2 separate regions of the Arachis hypogaea genome follow, and region 2 is linked to region 1. A link is a contact called in public Hi-C data. All regions are on one chromosome and are shown on one strand. The core of a region is the stretch at or near the end of the contact, and the rest is flanking DNA. Distances in the headings are between cores, read along the strand shown.

Region 1 (3,163 bases), core at 416-2,915:
TTTAGGATAATTAGGGTGTTACAATTTAAAACTAAGAAGAGCAAACTCATCGCTCATTTATCTAATCCGATTAGTATGAATTGCAAATATAAAAAGCTTTTGCGGCAAATTCTCTTATACAGAGTTTCTCTCACTTTTGCATATTCTCACATGGTCTTTATAGGACCACATTACTTTCCTCACCATAAACGATTCCTTATTTTTGGTCGTAGGTACCAAATTGAAACATATTTAGTCTTCTATTTTTGGAATTAACAAACGGGATGTAAGCTGAGAAACATGTTTATTCATTTGTTTATTTTTTTTGGTTACCCATGACATCTCCCAATCTGATAGGTCAAGAACTAATCTGTCGCGGATCTAAGCTCCGTTTAAGGGTCTGTCGCTAGCCAATGAGTTGCTGCATGCACAAGGCAGGATTCGAACCCCTAACACTTGTTTAAGCAGACGAATGAGCTGACTACTCGATCCATCCAAATTGATTAAAAACATGTTTATTTATTACTGGAATTTCATTGACGAGGTGTGCGGATATCTTTCACTTTTTTTTTGTGGTTTTGGTCTTGATTTCTTTCACTGTATGTTGAACCTTTTTTGTTCATTGTTTACCATAATGTTTAGGTTAAGTCCTTTTTCTATTGGTAATTGAGACATTAGGCTGCATTTATTTTTGGAGACAGGACATAACATGACACTAAGACAGAGACAATAGAATGGAGACACTAAAAATTATTTTTTGTGTTTTGTGTTTGGATATGATGGACAAGACACTGATGTAATGTCCTGTATTATGTTTGGATAGACATGGACAAAACTAAAATAATATGCAAAATGACTGAAATAGCCATGTAATTTCAAATTTTTTACATCGTACAAATCAATTTAATAAAAAATAAGAGTACGTAAGAGTACAAAAAATTACAAGAAAAATTAGTCTATGAACCAATAAGATAAAAATGGTATTAAAGTAACAAAATTAAAAATAAATAAAGTAACATAAAATAGAGAAGTGAATTAAATCTCCATTAACACAGCATGCCATAAAGAAGAGAATGAACAATAAAAAGGAATAAATTAATTATCCAGTCAAATAAAAAATTCTAAAAAAAAGAGAGTATCTAAAAAAAGAACACAGAGAAAAAGAACTCCGATGTAGAGAAGAAGCTAAAATTAAGAAAAATAAGAATAGATAATAGTAGAATAATAAAAAATATCTAAGGATAGAAAGGGAAAAAATTTTGATTAAAAAATCCGTATCCATCTTCTTAAATCCTGTGTCTATCATTGTCCTTCGTAAAAGAGTGGACAAAAAATATAAAATAGTGTCTTGGAGACAATGTGTTCTGTGTCCATGTCTCTACCTCCAAACACGTTTTAAACTTTCGGTCTCTGTGTCCTGTCTCCGAAAACAAACGCTACGGATTTTGTAAGATTATAATTTTTTTTGGACACGCTGTAACGTCATATATCGATAGCAGTAGCACTTTTTTTTTTGGTAGTTATAGCAGTAGCACTTTGAGTACATTGGGTATGTCACGAACGATTTGGGTAACTCACGGGCCCCAGTACCCTTCTGTCTTTATGGCCATATTTTAGCCCAATTTCCATACACAGGAAGTCTCCAAAAATATAAGAAGAAAGGGTGAGGTTTGACTGTCTGAGTTGATGTTTCTATATACGACGCCGTATGGGGGTTGTGTACTTGTGTTTCTATTTTCAACTGCCAAAAGGAAAACAGAAAAGAATTCAACTTTCTATCTATCATCAAGGTGAGTGTTCGCAGCAACTGAAATAGAAGAAATGGCGGCTGCTGCTGCTGCTAATGCTACTGCGCACTCCTTCTCGAAAGTTCTGGCAACCAATCTGCCACGTCAGAATAAACTCCATTACAGAGAACTTTCAGCTCGGGCGATTACGCCGAGACCACTGAAGCGCTCGTTTCTCGGCGCCAAGCTATTCTGCGTTCAGCCTTGCACCCTAACACCTCAATTCGTGTCTTGTTGCAACACCAATCGCCGGCGCCACCCTCTCGCTTCCACCGCCATCTCCTTCAGCCTCCCCACCGCGTAAGCCCTTTCTCTCTTTCTTCTCTTCGGTTCTCCCCAATTCTCCAAGTTATCGAGTTGTTCAGATTTGTTGTGCAGAAATCCAGAGCGAGTTTCTTCGGTTGACAACGTTCCCAAGTGAGTATCTCCAAATATAACCCACTATTATTTTTATATTTATTTTGATTGGCATTGTTTGGTTGGTTGTGTTTTGATGAGAGGAGATGGTCTGGGAAGGCTATAAAGTCATTCGCGATGGGAGAGTTGGAGGCTAGGAAATTGAAGTATCCCACTACGGGGACCGAAGCCCTTATAATGGGAATTCTCATTGAAGGTAATAATATCATTTCCTTCTCTCCAATTTCCCTTTTTTGATTGCATTTTCATATACCATTCCTCATAATATTTGCTTATCTTCTGTTGCATTCAAGGGCTTGTTACCATAATCGCTGCCACAATATTGCACAGCGGCAGTTGCAGCTGCATTTGGTACAATTTTTCATATCATAAGAGAACTGCACCTGTGACTGCAGCTGCAATTTAAAATCGATTCTTGGTTTAGGGTATCGTTTTGGGATACAACGTTATTCCTCCACTAGATGAAAATTGAGATAGATAAATGTGCAGGGCCTTGAAATTTTGGATAACAGCTTGGTTTAGTCATGTTAGTCCTGAAATAGGAGAGTATTGTTAAATTGTGCTAATCATGTCAGGTTCTATAATTTAATTTTCGATTTATTTTACCATTTAGCCATCTAATTTCTTGTGCTTCTATTTTCCTCCTTTCTCACTTTTTTCACTGCCTGTTCTCTTTGATAGAATTAGAATCTTATCTGACAACTATAGTTGGAAAGTCATCTACTTAGTTTGTATTCAAAACACTTATGGAGTTAATTCCCTCCCCAAACAAATTCAAGGGATCAAAGATACTTTATCTGTCTGATTGACTTCATTTGAGCTGGAAAATCCCACTGTTGCAAGTTGCAATGTACGTCCCATCTAAAGGCACTCATTTATATATGCACCCCACAACATACATTCTCTTGTGTTTATGCCTTTATGGCATTTCTTATGTTTCAGTGTATTCTAGTTATTTGCATCCCTTGCAATGTTACTAT
Region 2 (3,163 bases), core at 303-2,802, 190 kb before region 1:
TCAAGGATACCATTTCAAAATCAACTCAATATCAATCGATATAACTCATTTCTAAAGCTTTAAAGAAACGGTTCAATAACAAATCATTTGTCCAAAACCAAATCAATTAAAATAAACCATGCTAAATTCGAAAGTGCATTCGACTTTTCACTTCATTAAAATAATTGGCTCAATCCAACCAATCCTCAACGGTTTAAACTCAGATTTCAAATCTTTAAAGAATCAACTTTAAAACATTACATTTCACAAAGCCGCACAACAATTCAGCCAAACCAACATCCATAATCATTCGAGTCAATCAAATAATACATAAGGCAATTACAATCACCAAATACACAATATCTCACATCAGTATCCATATATAATAATTCCAATACATAAAACATAGTTTTTGGAAAGCACCCCTACCTCAAAACGCAAACCATAACCCCAAATGCGTTAACTGACTCCTTTTCGCTCAGCCCAAAATCACCGATCAACCAAAATCCTGGCTCTGCTTGCTCTCTCAAAGCAGAAACAGCTACAAACGGCACAAGGAAACTGGATTCTAACTCCTAAAACCATTAACAGTACAATTACTTTGTTACACGGAAAAGAACACTAGCGCAGGGCTTTCGAAACAGAAACACTCACTGTATTAACGAAATAAAGCAGCCGCAACATCAAATCGGCCCGGCAGCAGCTCCATCAATAACTTTTGGGCGACAACGGCGGTCTGAATATCTAATAACAGCAGCTGTATAACCACGCGTTATCAACACTCTTCCCGGAATTCCAAAGGAACAGTAACCAAACTTAAAACTCTTACCTCAGTGTCGAAACTCGCAGAATTTACTGAACATGGCAGCCCCATCCACAGCGGCTTCATTAGCAACCACCATAGCATCCTGGCCCAAGCAGCGGCTTCCAAAGGCAGTGGCAGCGCGCTCACCCAGAACCCAAATGGAGCAACGGTAGGAGCGACGGCCAAGGATTCCGGCGGCAGTGGCGGCGAACCAAAGCACCAGAAGCGGAGGGAATCCATCTTGCTTCCCTCTCTCACCTCCGTTCCACAGTAGTGACCCCCCACTGGCGGCAGCGGCGGACTACACCCCAGGGCGACGGCGACTGTTCAGACGGCAGTGACGACACATGGCTGTGCGCGACGGCAGTGACGAGTCCCTCTCCGCGCGACGCCGTCTCCACGCCTCACTCTCTCTCGATCTCGTGCTCCCCTCTGGTCGCGATCCACGGCAGCGATGGTGGCGCCGTTGGGAGACATAGAGGCAGTGGTGGTGACAAGGATGGAGCAACGAGCGGCGGCTCCGAGATCTCCAGCGACGGAATGGGGTGATGGGTGCCAGAACCGCGACTGGGCAGGGATGAACGGGGCGACTTCGACGGCGGAGCTCCTCGCGTGCGGCAGTCTGGCGATCACGGCGGCAGTACCCAGCCGGCGGCGCTAAGTCCTTCTCCCTCTCTATTCTGTTTTCGTTCCTTCATGGAAGAGAAACGCTGCTGCTGAGTTAGGAAAAGAAAGGTTTTGGCTGCAGTTGGGGAATGGGGAAGCAATGGGCTACCGGGTAGGATCTTAGGGTTTTATTTTGAAAATTAGGGTTAAGGGCATTATGGTAATTTCACTCAAAAATAGGGATAATATAGTAATTGAAATCCAATTTAAATCCAACACTATTTGTATATAGAAAAATACTATTTACTCATCAATTTTACAAATTATTTTCAATAAAATGCCCAAATCCAAAAATTAGAAATAATATACTTAATTTCTTCATTTTCCAAAATAGCAGTAATAATATTTAAAATATTACTTATCTAATCCAAATCATATAAAATCTTTATTATTTCATAACTATCAACTTTATAATTCAAATATAGAAAATAATCCAATAATTATAAAATTGGATAAAGATCATAACTCGTCTCAATTTCAATAAATCAAAACTTGCCTTAATTATCTTTAATAAAATAATTTCTGAAATTAAGGCTACAAATAACCATTTGATTTGAGACTTGATCATAATAAGACTTTTCAAAAGTTTTGGGTCTTACATAAAATACCAAACTTGCATTGTTAGATGCAAAATCCTTCTTCTTACTCTGCCTTCATAGCAAATTCTGTTCTCAAGTATAAGTGGGTCCACACTTGCATGCGTAAAGCATATATTAACTAGTACATATTCTTACTCAGGAAGAATTACAATTTACAACCTTATACACACTTCTAGATTAGCAAATAATATTTTATCCTTACGTCTTAGAAGTAAACACTCGCATAAAAGATTTTAAAGATATAGAAAATATACATTTTCCCCCTTGCTTTAAAAACAAGCTTGTTGTAAAAGAACATTTTCCTATTTTTAGGTGACTGTATCCAGAGTTACACATTCAAAATAAACACTGCAAATCTTATGTCTAGGAAATGAATCACACTCAGTTATACTGATTCCCCCTCTTCTTTAAATCTGATTAAGCACTCTATCAAGTACAACTTATGTTTTATAAAAATATATATAAATAAATTTAGTTAGACCATTTTTACATAAAAAAGTAGCAATTACTTTATCAGACTATGATTCTCAAACTATGAGAAACCTTAATAAGGTCTAGAATCGAATCAGCTTTATCCATGAAAATTTTTACAAGTGCAGTGTAATAGAATAAACTAAGGTAACTAATAACAGTTTGTTTGCAAGTTTGTACTACATATTCAATCATACAATATAAGGTCCAATTGAGTTAGGCTAATGAGAGCTCTGTGCAGACATGGAACAATAGTAGTCGCAGACATGAAAAAATGGGAAAAATAGTATAATCCAGAATGAAATCAACAAATAGATGTGGTTAGGCTAATAAATTGAGTAATCATCCAATTAGTGGCATTTAAAATGAAGTAAACATCATAAACTCATTAATTATAAAGCTAAAATAAATGGGTTATGTTAGGTCACGAACAAATTCACACCAGGCAAACAACTTCTTTAACTTCAATGCTGCTACTACACACCATTAACAAAAATAATTACAAATCAAGCAAAGAGGTTCTGAGTACAAATACACCTTTCAAATACAAACAAATTTGATTTAAGCATTACAAAAATAATGGTTATCTCCACAGATCAAATTGATTATCACAAGAAGAGAAAAGTCCCAATGCTAGGTCACG

Evidence for each region. A called contact is a pair of places that touch in the nucleus more often than the background predicts.
Region 2: a Hi-C map of leaf shows a contact between it and region 1, with 3 times the contacts expected there. The contact joins the promoter of LOC112803523 here to the promoter of LOC112803490 in region 1. A contact is called at or near these places in 2 of 8 Hi-C or Micro-C datasets (both in leaf).

The regions. Positions count from the first base shown.
Region 1 is chr1:47,264,005-47,267,167 of arahy.Tifrunner.gnm2.J5K5, reverse strand. It overlaps LOC112803490 (ATP-dependent Clp protease ATP-binding subunit CLPT2, chloroplastic), which reads left to right and starts at 1,665. Exons shown (of 5, transcript XM_025846990.3): 1 at 1,665-2,066; 2 at 2,145-2,183; 3 at 2,270-2,379. The coding sequence starts at 1,801.
Region 2 is chr1:47,453,864-47,457,026 of arahy.Tifrunner.gnm2.J5K5, reverse strand. LOC112803523 reads right to left here and starts at 1,552. Exons shown (of 4, transcript XM_025847029.2): 1 at 809-1,552; 2 at 634-723; 3 at 409-554. The coding sequence starts at 663.